3 separate regions of the Mus musculus genome follow, and regions 1 and 3 are each linked to region 2. Evidence: chromatin contacts called from public Hi-C and HiChIP or PLAC-seq data. All regions are on one chromosome and are shown on one strand. Each heading gives the region's core, a stretch centred on a gene start, on an enhancer-like site or on the middle of the called end of the contact. The rest is flanking DNA. Distances are from core to core; before and after follow the strand shown.

Region 1 (3,366 bases), core at 461-2,960, 360 kb before region 2:
TTATGGTCAATTAGCCATGTATCTCTCTTGCCAACAAGAGTTGGCCTGTTGGGCTGGACTTGGGCACCAGATGCCACCTCCTGCTTGGCTGCCCTCTTGGTGACATCACCTATACCTGGAGTACCCAGTAGACAATGGGCTGGAAAGGAGTCTGACCAGCCAGGACCATGTCATTGGACACAGATCACTGCTGTTGAAGGAGTGGCTCAGCATTGAGGCTCCTCACAGCCTGCAGGCTTGACCCAAGAAGGCTCTTAACCATGTGACCTTTCTAACTACCACCGAGTCACATGCCTGGCTTCTCAGTGCTGCAAAGGTTAGCTAAGCCAGGGCTAGCGTTTCTATGATTTAAGTGTGATGAGGCAGGAGGAGAGAACCCAGCACCCAGAATGAGCCTCCAGCCTGAGGCAGAGCAGAACTCAATTTGTACACACAATCTGCCCATATGTGTGTCACCTTCATTCTGTTCAAACACAGCAGGCTAGGGAGGTTGCACTCTAGAATATAGTCATGAGGAGGCAAAGGAATGGGAGTGAATCTAGCTAAGTGGAGCTGCTGTATGGTTTTCCTTAGCCTTCCAAAGTGGTCTGGTCACATTGCATCTCCCCTGGGTGTTTTCCCATGGGGCTTTGTAGATCCACTTCCCACTGTCAAGATCAACCCTAGGATGCCATGAGCTCAGGGTCTCCTGACAAATAAATGCTCACGGTGTACTAGACTTGGGGCCAATGGAGCCAGGTTAGATTTGGCCTGTCTTCCAGGAGCTCTCAGATAACCAGTCTGTGGCCATAGTACCATGAGGATCCTGCTAGCTGAGCACAAAACTCCTGGGGAAGAAAGCACAGAACTTCCTGCCTAGAAGCTGTGTTTCGAATAGCTTAAAAACAGGTAGGCCGAGGGTGGTGGTCTTACCCAAAAGAAGCACCAAATCTGAAAAGCTGTGGACCACATGGCTACATGGTAGCAGGAGCTACCAGGTAGGAGGATGGAGCAGCTTGTGGCAGCAGAGAGGAGCTGCTCCTTAGCTTGCATTTGGTGATCGTGGGGAAAAGAGGATTTAAAATGGTTCTGTGGCTTTGACAGTGGGTACACGTTTAGGGCACAAAAGAGAGTTCAGTAATGAACATGCTGAACTCTGGACATCTAGGAGACATCATAGCATAGTTGAGAGGTCCAGAGTCCAGGACAAGGCATCTTTAATTAAGGACGAGAGTCTGGGTCCAATAGCCACAGAGTTACAATAGGAAAGAGAGCAGGTAAGCAGGGGGAGACTGAGTCTCCATTTCCACTTGAATGTGATGAGGGCCAGCCCATCTGACTATAGGAGGAAGGTGTGGACTTAGCAACCCTAGTACCTGTTGCTCCATAGGGAAAGACCCAGGAAACAAGGAAAAGTTAAAGAAATGGGTGAGTCTGCCAACTAATGAATCATCATTCATTCCCCTGAAGCCACTCAGCTTGAAAAGAATTTACTGGAAACCAACTTGTTGAAGGATCAGTTTCCCTGGTGAGGACTCCCTGGAATTTACCCAAAAGTTGTTTGGGTTAATTACTTTAACAATGATCATCATGTTTGCCCGCTGGTTCCCACAAGCCTTCAGATTCCCCCTGCGTGGTTTTCTACCTTACAATCAGTTTCATTTCACTGTCTTAGGCATATTCTCACTAGTCACCCAGCTATTGATCTTTCAGCCCATGTCAATCTTTTGAGTGTTTCTTTATTTAGAGAGTGATGGACTTCCTGAGCTCATGAAATTATGTGTGTGTGTGTGTGCCCATGTGCGTGCGCTTGCACGTGTGCACTAGTGGCTGGGTTTTCCTCAACTGCATTTTCTGTCAATTGTAATTTGAAAGACAGGGCTCTAAATTGGACAACTGCTCCCACTTTGGGATTTTTGTCATTGGGGAAATTGTCATAAATATGTGAAAATTAACACTGCAGGAAAAAAAAAACGTTGAGTTGGCTGCCTGCCAAACCTCTCAGGGAAACACAGAGCGGATACAGACGGGTGTTAGATGGCCCTCGCTGGACAAAGCTATCTTTTCTGCAAAGCAGAGGTTAAAGTTGGAAAAGCCTCGTGAATTGTCAGAACCTTTATATATGACAATGGAAGAGAAGTCCGCTCTAGAAATGGGAACCACATGCCAAATAACTGATTTTTTAAAAAAGTTACAGGGTAGAGAATCCCCAAATGAAATATTTCTACTAGATAAATACTAAGGCCTCGTCAGAGAAAAGAAAGACTCCTGAACAGAAATTTGCTAGGATCGTGTTATTGTGCATCTTGAAAACAGGCAGGGCAGAGAAGTTGGGATTTGCTAGCCTGCAGGATTTGGCTTCAGAAAAGTAATTTTTAGTGTCCCGGGTTGCTTTTGTTTTTAAAACACAGTCACTTCCAAACATGGCTTTAGGAAACTTTTCTGAGAATCACACCTTTTCTGAGAGGGACTGACTGCACACTGGGGAGGCTTAGGAAACAGAAGTGACCTAGAATCTAGATTTTGCAGGAAATCAGAGGAGGCCAGTTATGCAGATTATGTGGAGGCCTGTACAGCGCTGGAGGCTGCAGAGAGCACCTTTCGCTGGGAAGGGTGAGGTCATCTGAGGACAGAGGAAAAACGAAGAGGAAGTGCCCTCTGGAGCTGGGAAGGTGCTGGGGCTAAGGAGGAGTGCACTGGGGAGGGTGGGGGCGGGGGCTTGGAAAGGGATTCTCTCCAGCGCCATTTCTATAGCCTGAGCTGCACTAGCGTAAACAGGGGCCGTGGGCATACGGCGGTAAGACTGGGATTCCACGGCCAGGAAGCAAGCACTAACCACGGGAAGTGTTGGGAGGCAGAATGTCTAGAAGCAGGCGAAGGAGGGAGAGTGCCCTTGGCAACGGGGAGATAATGAGCGCTCCTCACAGTCCAGGAACTGGTCTGCTTAGAGATAAGCAAGGAGGCCAGGAAGAGAATCCCAAGGGCCCCAAGGCATGTGAGGTAGCACAATGCTGGGTTTCAGGTGTGGCTTTGGGGTTTGAACAGGGAGAAAAGCCTGCTCGGCACCATTCTGTCCCTGAGGCCATAACTGTCCCATCACATTCTTCTCACAAAGGAAGGTGAGGCTCGAAACCACTCTCCATCACCTAGTATCCCCATCCCTTGTCCTGTCCCTCCTCATCCCTGCCTGGCTGGCAATTAACACAGTACACCCCAGGAACCTACTCCGTTTCTGGGCAGATATGGTTATTCATCCAGGAAGGAGAACGAATTAACCTGTTTCCGTTTCCCCAGCGCCCGTCTATCTCCCTCCCATTCCTAGGAGGCCGCCCTCCTCCTTCCCACACCCGCTTCTACCCAGAGGCAGCAGGAAGCCTCTCTGCAGGG
Region 2 (3,289 bases), core at 546-3,045:
GTAGCTAGCCAAAGCTGCAGTGACAAGATGACTGTCACCCCACCCCCATGCCCGCCACTGGGACAATCTTCCATGAGAGATGCAACTTAAAAATCAAGGCATGCACATTGTGTCTTTGGCCTATAGTCTATATCATCTAACAATCTTCTAAAAAGTTGGGGGGATTTTTTAACCTCTTCTGTCAAAGCATCATTTTTAGAACATGAAAGATTTGGCTCTCTGACTCCTGTACCTGTGCTAAGCACAGTTAACAAATGAAAGAATGCCAGGAGGATTCTGGGAGTGTTTGCAGTTCATCTGGGAGAAGGACTAGTTAAGTTTGCTACGATGCATACAAAACCTAGTTCATGTTCCATGCCAGAGTAAACCCATGAGGGTTGGGGAATCTTTTCAACCAGAAAGAAATTATTTCCCTTGCCCTATCAATCGTAGCAGAGAATTGGGCTCCCTGGGCCCTCCCCTTTATGTGAACTATTGGCTACTGATAGACTGTGGAAGAGGAGGAATCGTTGTCTTTAGTTATGTATCCTTTGCTCAGCCCACCAGGCTCCAAAATATAGCTCCAAAGTCAAGGTCACACAGAAGGCCTTGGTTGTTCTGAGCGAGTCACAAAACAAAAGGAATCCACAAGACGTGAGAAAGAGATTTGATGTTGGGGGAAATAGACAGATGTGGTGGAGGGTAGCGGGGAGAGTGCCAGTATGCACTGCAAACTTGCAAGAAATTGTCAAAAACAAATTTAACGGATTCAAAGTAGTAAAGTAGTAGTAAACGCTGTGCACTTTTTAACTTGACAAAAATTGTGCCCAACTTCAGGCAGATCCGCGTCGTAATTACCAGCACACAGCATATGCAACGATGATTCTGTACTTGGAGGTTTAAAGAGTTCCTGCGTGGAGCCCCTGGGCAATGCTCGACGCATGGCTCCAACAGCTTCCTGCAATTGTACATTTCCCTTATTGCCAGCTTGCAGGGCCTCTTTCTGAGCGTGCCCTAGGCTCCTTGCTAACAACTTGGGTAGCTTCTAGCAAGTTATAACTTCATGTCCAAAAAAAGCTAGTAACCAAAGCACAGATTAGCAAACAACTCAACTCCACGCCTCTATAAAGATGAGCTACATAACAAAACCAGAGCTGAAACTCCTGGGAGGAGCTGCGTCTAGAGCAAGAATTCTTAAGGCTGGGGGCGGAGTTTAGTAACAAAGTGCCTTTGGCACCGGCTCAAGCATCACTGTATATATGTCCTGCAGACAGCTTGACCTTGGCTGGCAGGAACAGCAGGAAAAGTGAAACGGAGCTTATGAGCTGGTATTACCCTGGGCTATCTTAGGCCAATTAACTTTGGATCTGACCTAACATGCTCATGACTAACAGGTGACTCCTCAGAATGTATCACTGAGCTTAGCAGGACTCTGCCCTCCCCCAGCCCGAAGGCTAAGAACGCTCTAAGACTATGTCGGAGACTTTTAGAAGAGATTCTTGCCCAACCCCCTGCTCCGCTGTAGCTCATCTACCTAACAGTCTCACCATTGTAAACTGGTCAGTCTTTTGGCTCAGAATAAACTATTTTTTTTATTTCCTGAAAAGGAGGACAGTTCTTTCAAATTGACAAAGCATAATATTAAACTGCTAAATTAAACAATACTCACTTAGTAACTGAGAACAAAGTCTAACCAACACGCAGGCACAGCCTGGCACTTGCGTATGTTTTACCAGTCAGCCTCACCTGGGCCTTCGCACTTAGCTTAAAGAGAAAGTTTAACTTTGTCAAGGCCAGCCAGTCTGTAACCTCATGCTTAGCCACCTGGGTCATGGCTGCAGAGTGAACTGAGGAGTAGGTGACAGCCTGGGGACCTAGGACAAGGGCTTAGCTGAGCTAGACCAGGCCTGGGGGTGGGGGTGGGGCTTCTGAAAGCACGTGGTTACAGCGAGTCTTAAATCTGGAGTCTGGCCTTTACAGAGCCATCCAAGGCATAGCCAAGAAAGCGACCCTGGTTTCCCTCCTGTTTGGTCCACCATCCAGGACACAGTGGCTTTCTAGTTGACAGTGTTGACACTGCTGAAGAGAGTTGTGGGGGTAAAAAGGAGGGCCACCCATCTGGGTGCTCTGGGTGGCCAAGGTTCCCAGATAGCCTTATGTCTGCAGGAAGCTCCAGGCAAGTCTGCCAGCAGGGTGGCCAGCAGGGGGCCTGTGGGTATCCAACGGTCCCTGCTGTTTCTCACAAGAGGACAACATGGCTCTATGCTCTTCTGTTAAAAAACCCTCCTGCTCCATGTGGCAGGAGTCATTTGAAGGGAAGGTGAGGCTCACCCAAGGCCCTGTCTCACGGCACCCGTGAGCATTGAGAAGCGATCCTTAGAAGAAAGAGTCCTCCTCTAACTGTAAATCACGTCAAAGTGGCATATACTGTTCATTGTGTTTCAAAACTGAAATACAAAGCCTCTCCCACAATTATAGCCGTTTTATAACTAAATCCCACTGTTTCCCAGAGCCCTCCAGACCTACTTACTTTAAATCAGAAAAATAATGCTGTTTCCCGACATGTCCTTTATTGGGCAACCTGGGTTTGTACTGCATGCTGTTTCACACTCTGGAATTAACTCCGGGACTGCGGGATGTGGGACAAACTAGGTCATACTGTACACTGCCGTCTCTGAAAGTGTTGTCCGAAACTGAAGTTTAACAGAGGCTGAGCTTCATTGTCAGTTATCCAGGACCTTGTTCCCAGTTGGTTGCTAAGAGCAATGGAAGGTAACGAGGAGCTGACCCCAAGGGAGGAGCTGAAGAGATGACTCAGTTGCTAGCACACACACACACACACACACACACACACACACACACACACACACGACCCCAAGGGAGACCCAGCACCTGCTGTGCATGTATGGGGGCGGGGGCTGAGTTTGTTTCCCTTGTGTATATGTAAAAGCCAGGTGCAGACACATCTGCAATGCCATATCTGGAATAGCGGACAGACAGATGGAACTCTAAAGCTAATTAGTTGGCCACTCTCAGCCAAACTGATGTGTTCCAGGGTCAATGGGAGACCCTGCCTCAAAAAGAAATGTGGAGAGAGATATGTGATACCTCATAGCTGGCCTTGCACACGGGCACACACACACACACACACACACACACACACACACACACACACACACGACCCCAAGGGAGACCCAGCACCTGACGTTTGGGGTTCTGTGCTGCCGGCTGAATGGGTGTCAGGGATTCTCAGCGTGTTCTCCAAGACAGAATGCTCAGATTTTTTTAAAGGTGAGGTGTGAGCTAGAAG
Region 3 (3,696 bases), core at 260-2,759, 390 kb before region 2:
CAGAGTGGTGCCTAGCATCTTCTGTTGGGTGCTGAATGGGAGACTGAAGGACAGAAAGCAGGGTTGGAGCCACCTGTGACTCATAACTCACAAAACTCACATGCAGCTCACACAGCATCCTGCAGAAGATCAAACACAGTAGCAGAGTTATTGTGAGGCTATCTGAGACTGAGGAAGGTCCGGGAAGTCTTCCTGGAGGAAGAGACTTGGGACTAGACAGCTGAGAGCCTGTCCCGTTTCTGCTGATTTCTGACCTCAGCAGAGCTTATGAAACTCAACTCAACTCTGGTCATGAAGGCTGGCGCTGATTTTGAGTTCATCTTGTTTCCCTCACGTGTCTGGCCTGTGGACGGAACTGGGATCTTCCAGGACCCCTATAGGCACTTTCTTTGAATAGCTGCATCCTACACTAACCTCATCACCCCCTGCTCTGCCATCCCCAACTCCACCCAGCCTCTTGGACAGGTTCATCTTCTTCCAAGAGGCCTTACCTTGCTCTCCCTGACACGGTCTCTCCCACTGGTGTCTCTGGGCTTTGTTTTCCTCCTGTTCCCACCGTTGTCCACACTCATCTGAGGGTGAATCAGGTTGACTGTGGTAAGAATACTGCCCCAAGGCTCACGGTGACTGGCGCATGTGAACTGGGAGGGGAACAGAGCCCTGTACTATTCACCCACCATGGTTTTTCCCATGGTCTCTATTTGAGGACACAGGCTGTGGTGCCTCCACCATCTGGAGTATTGCCAGGCACCACGGGAGTGAGAAACAAGGACAGCTGTGAGTCAGCTCTTACCAGTGCCCATCGTCTCAAAAACGCGACGTGTCTCTTTCCCTCCTGTTCTATGGGTCTGTGGGCTTTTTGCAGGGCGAGGAGAGGCAGGAGCAGCAAGCAAGAGTATTATCCAGTGCTCTCAAAGCGAGCTCACTGGCTTGCCCCTCCCATGCCTAGCTTGTAATTTGTGCAAAGATGCAGTATGAACGGGAACCCCACTTCCGGGCCAGGATGCCCCTTTCCGTTTCAGTGGATTCTAACACACACAGTAGGAGTAGGTGATTTTGAGGACTTTGGCTCAAGAGAGCTCTGGCAAAGTTTTGGATGACGTTTCCACTAGCTGACCTCATTTTGCCCCGCGCTTTTTAGCCACAAGCTCTATGTTTTTCCCTTTGGGTGTACAAACCTCTCCCAGCCTCACCTCGTCCTTCCACCCAGCGAGAGGTTTCTAAGGAACTGGTGAGGCCACAGCTGTTCTGTGTTGAGTCCTCCCCAAAGGCCAGCACTGGGGTCAATGTTTAATCACCTTTTCATGACTCCTCATCACAAACCAGCTGGTAAGGAGACTATTGTCCTCAAGCCACTTTTATAGAAACGAGGAAACTGAAGTTCAAAGAGGTTTTTTTAAACCTCCCAGCTTGTGGGCTGGACCTTCGGGCATTTCCCTAGTCTGTGTGACTGGCACGCCTGCCTCGTGACTGGCTGGCTCCTGGACTGAAAGGGGGCTGAAAGGGTGAGTCGGTGAAGGTCGGCCCTGCAGCCAGCCGCCAGCTCGCCTGGGAACCAAGTGTTCTGTGCAGGGGTTGAAGTGCATAGATAATGGTGGAATTTACCTCTCAAGATGGCAGGGCCAAGTGTGACTTTGTTTGATAAGCTTGGATTTTATGTCTTTAGAAGCAAACAAACAAACCATCAAGTGGCAGTGTGGCTGGCTGACTGCCCAGAAGCCTGACCCAGAGGGAGAGGCATGGACTCCACCCTCAGGAGAGCCAGGGTTCTGGGGTGATGAGCTTCATGGAGTTTCCCGCCAATACCCAGGTTCCCCTGGCTGGGTTTCTTCCAGCTTCTCCTGGTCTCCTTTGTGGGGTTCTGGAGCTATGGAAGAGCTCGCCCACAGCACATCCATTTTCAGGCTCACTCACTGACAGAAGGGACGGTGGCCACAGTGAATTACACTGATACCACACGACAGGCACGCAACTAAGAACTTTATTATTTGCATTGTGGTTTCTTTTTAAAATTTTCATTAATCATAGGGAACTGAGGCAGAGGCTCCTGAGTTCTGGGCTGGGCTGGGATATATAGTGATACTCTGTCTCAACGGTAGGAATTATTGTTCCTTTTTGTAGGAAGATAGAAACCATTTATTTTTAACTTGCTAGTAACAATTTTTTTCTAGTCATTTTATCTTAATTTTTAAAATTGATACATACGATGTAAAAAATGTAGGCTTATAGGTAGTAATATGATTTTTTCCACTTTTGAGGGTAGTTTTTTTCTTTACTTCAGGTCTTTTGTTTTGTTGTTGTTGTTGTTGTTGTTGTTTTAGGGGTTTTGCTTTGCCTTATTATTGCCAGCCTCCCTGAGAGACAGAGCTGTCTAGGCTGGCCTTGAACTCCCAGACATCTGCCTGCCTCTGCCTCCCCAGTACTGGGATTAAAAGAGTGTGCCACCACTCCCTGGATAAATAGAATCTTTTTGTTGTTGGTTTTATTTTGAGATGGGGTTTCTCTGCGTAGCCCTGACTGTCTTACAAATCACTGTGTAGATTCAGAACTCAGAGATTCACCTGCCTCTGCCTTAGGAATACTGGGATTAAAGGTATGGGCCAGGAACACTGCCTTTTCTCTTTGTTTGTGGTGTGGTTTGGTTTGTTGAGGCAGAATCTCAAAATGTAGACCTGACTGGCCTGGGGCTCACAAAGAACCAAGCACCTGCCTCTGCCTTTGGAGTGCAGTGTTACATGGCCACACCCAGAGCCCAGGTGATATTTTAATACAATGTACCCATGCTTTCACTGTGAAGAACTAAAAGATAATCGAGGACACAGAGACATGTGACTTGATCTTAAAATTAATTTATTTTTAATTGGCAATTCTGAATTATATATGTATATATTGATTTTGCACAACACAGTGTTTTAAAAAGTGCATGCATGGTAGAATGGTGTGGTGGTTTGTGTATGCTTGGCCCAGGGAGTAGCGCTTTTAGGAGGTGTGGCTTGTTGGGGTAGGTGTGGCCATGTTGAATAGCTGTGTCACTGTGGGTGTGGGCTTTAAGACCCTCATCCTAGGTCCTGGAGAGATGGCTCAGTGGTTAAGAGCACTGACTGCTCTTCCAAAGGTCCTGAGTTCAAATCCCAGCAACTACATGGTGGCTCACAACAATCTGTAATGACATCTGATGCCCTCTTCTGGTGTGTCTGAAGATAGCAACAGTATACTTACATATAGTAAATAAATAAATCTTTAAAAAAAAAAAAAAAGACCCTCATCCTAGCTGCCTGAGGAGTATTTGCCCTTGGAACAAGATGTAGAACTCTCAGCTCCTCCAGCTCCATGCCTGCCTAGATACTGCCATCCTCCTGCCTTGATGATAATGGACTGAACCTCTGAACCTGTGAGCCAGCCCCAATTAAATGTTGCCCTTGTAAGAGTTGCCTTGGTCACGGTGTCTGTTCACAGCAGTTAAACCCTAACTAAGACAAATGGCTAAATCAAACTCATTATTATATGTATTACCTCATTTAGTTGTTTTTGGTTTTTTGTTTTGTTTTACCTAAAGTCACCATCTGTGCAATAAATTTCTTGTGTGTCAGAGACCATACCGTGAGAAAGCAAGCTTCTCACAATCTCCCACCCTGACAGGCCAAATGGCCTCGTGATAGGAGCCGGTTGTCACTCCCTCCTCCCTGTTCCCTTCCT

What was found. Hi-C and Micro-C count contacts between places; a contact is called where the count stands out from the background. HiChIP or PLAC-seq counts read pairs in DNA pulled down with a chosen protein or histone mark.
Region 1: a FOXA1 HiChIP or PLAC-seq map of pancreatic cancer cells shows a contact between it and region 2. The contact joins two enhancer-like sites. A contact is called at or near these places in 1 of 15 datasets of contacts at CTCF or cohesin (pro-B cells), 6 of 484 Hi-C or Micro-C datasets (the C2C12 cell line, CD8 T cells, bone marrow-derived macrophages and 2 more), 5 of 115 datasets of contacts at active chromatin or transcription factors (the 230-238 cell line, bone marrow-derived dendritic cells, embryonic stem cells and 1 more) and 1 of 9 other capture datasets (embryonic stem cells).
Region 3: a Hi-C map of liver shows a contact between it and region 2, with 3 times the contacts expected there. The contact joins two enhancer-like sites. A contact is called at or near these places in 5 of 484 Hi-C or Micro-C datasets (bone marrow-derived macrophages, cardiomyocytes, liver and 1 more) and 2 of 115 datasets of contacts at active chromatin or transcription factors (bone marrow-derived macrophages and pancreatic cancer cells).

What each region holds. Positions count from the first base shown.
Region 1 is chr2:128,208,616-128,211,981 of GRCm38.p6, forward strand. No RefSeq gene overlaps it. Among named protein-coding and RNA genes, the nearest start is that of Gm14009, 41 kb to the left of the region's middle. Within about 2 kb of position 1,711, at least 76 of the 459 cell types and tissues checked have an H3K27ac peak or open chromatin away from gene starts, as enhancers often do. A contact at or near this core is called in pancreatic cancer cells, where this site is marked.
Region 2 is chr2:128,564,781-128,568,069 of GRCm38.p6, forward strand. No RefSeq gene overlaps it. Among named protein-coding and RNA genes, the nearest start is that of Gm39928, 17 kb to the left of the region's middle. Within about 2 kb of position 1,796, at least 47 of the 459 cell types and tissues checked have an H3K27ac peak or open chromatin away from gene starts, as enhancers often do. A contact at or near this core is called in liver and pancreatic cancer cells, where this site is marked.
Region 3 is chr2:128,178,577-128,182,272 of GRCm38.p6, forward strand. All of the region lies in intron 1 of Gm14009 (a long non-coding RNA gene), which reads left to right. Among named protein-coding and RNA genes, the nearest start is that of Gm14009, 11 kb to the left of the region's middle. Within about 2 kb of position 1,510, at least 107 of the 459 cell types and tissues checked have an H3K27ac peak or open chromatin away from gene starts, as enhancers often do. A contact at or near this core is called in liver and pancreatic cancer cells, where this site is marked.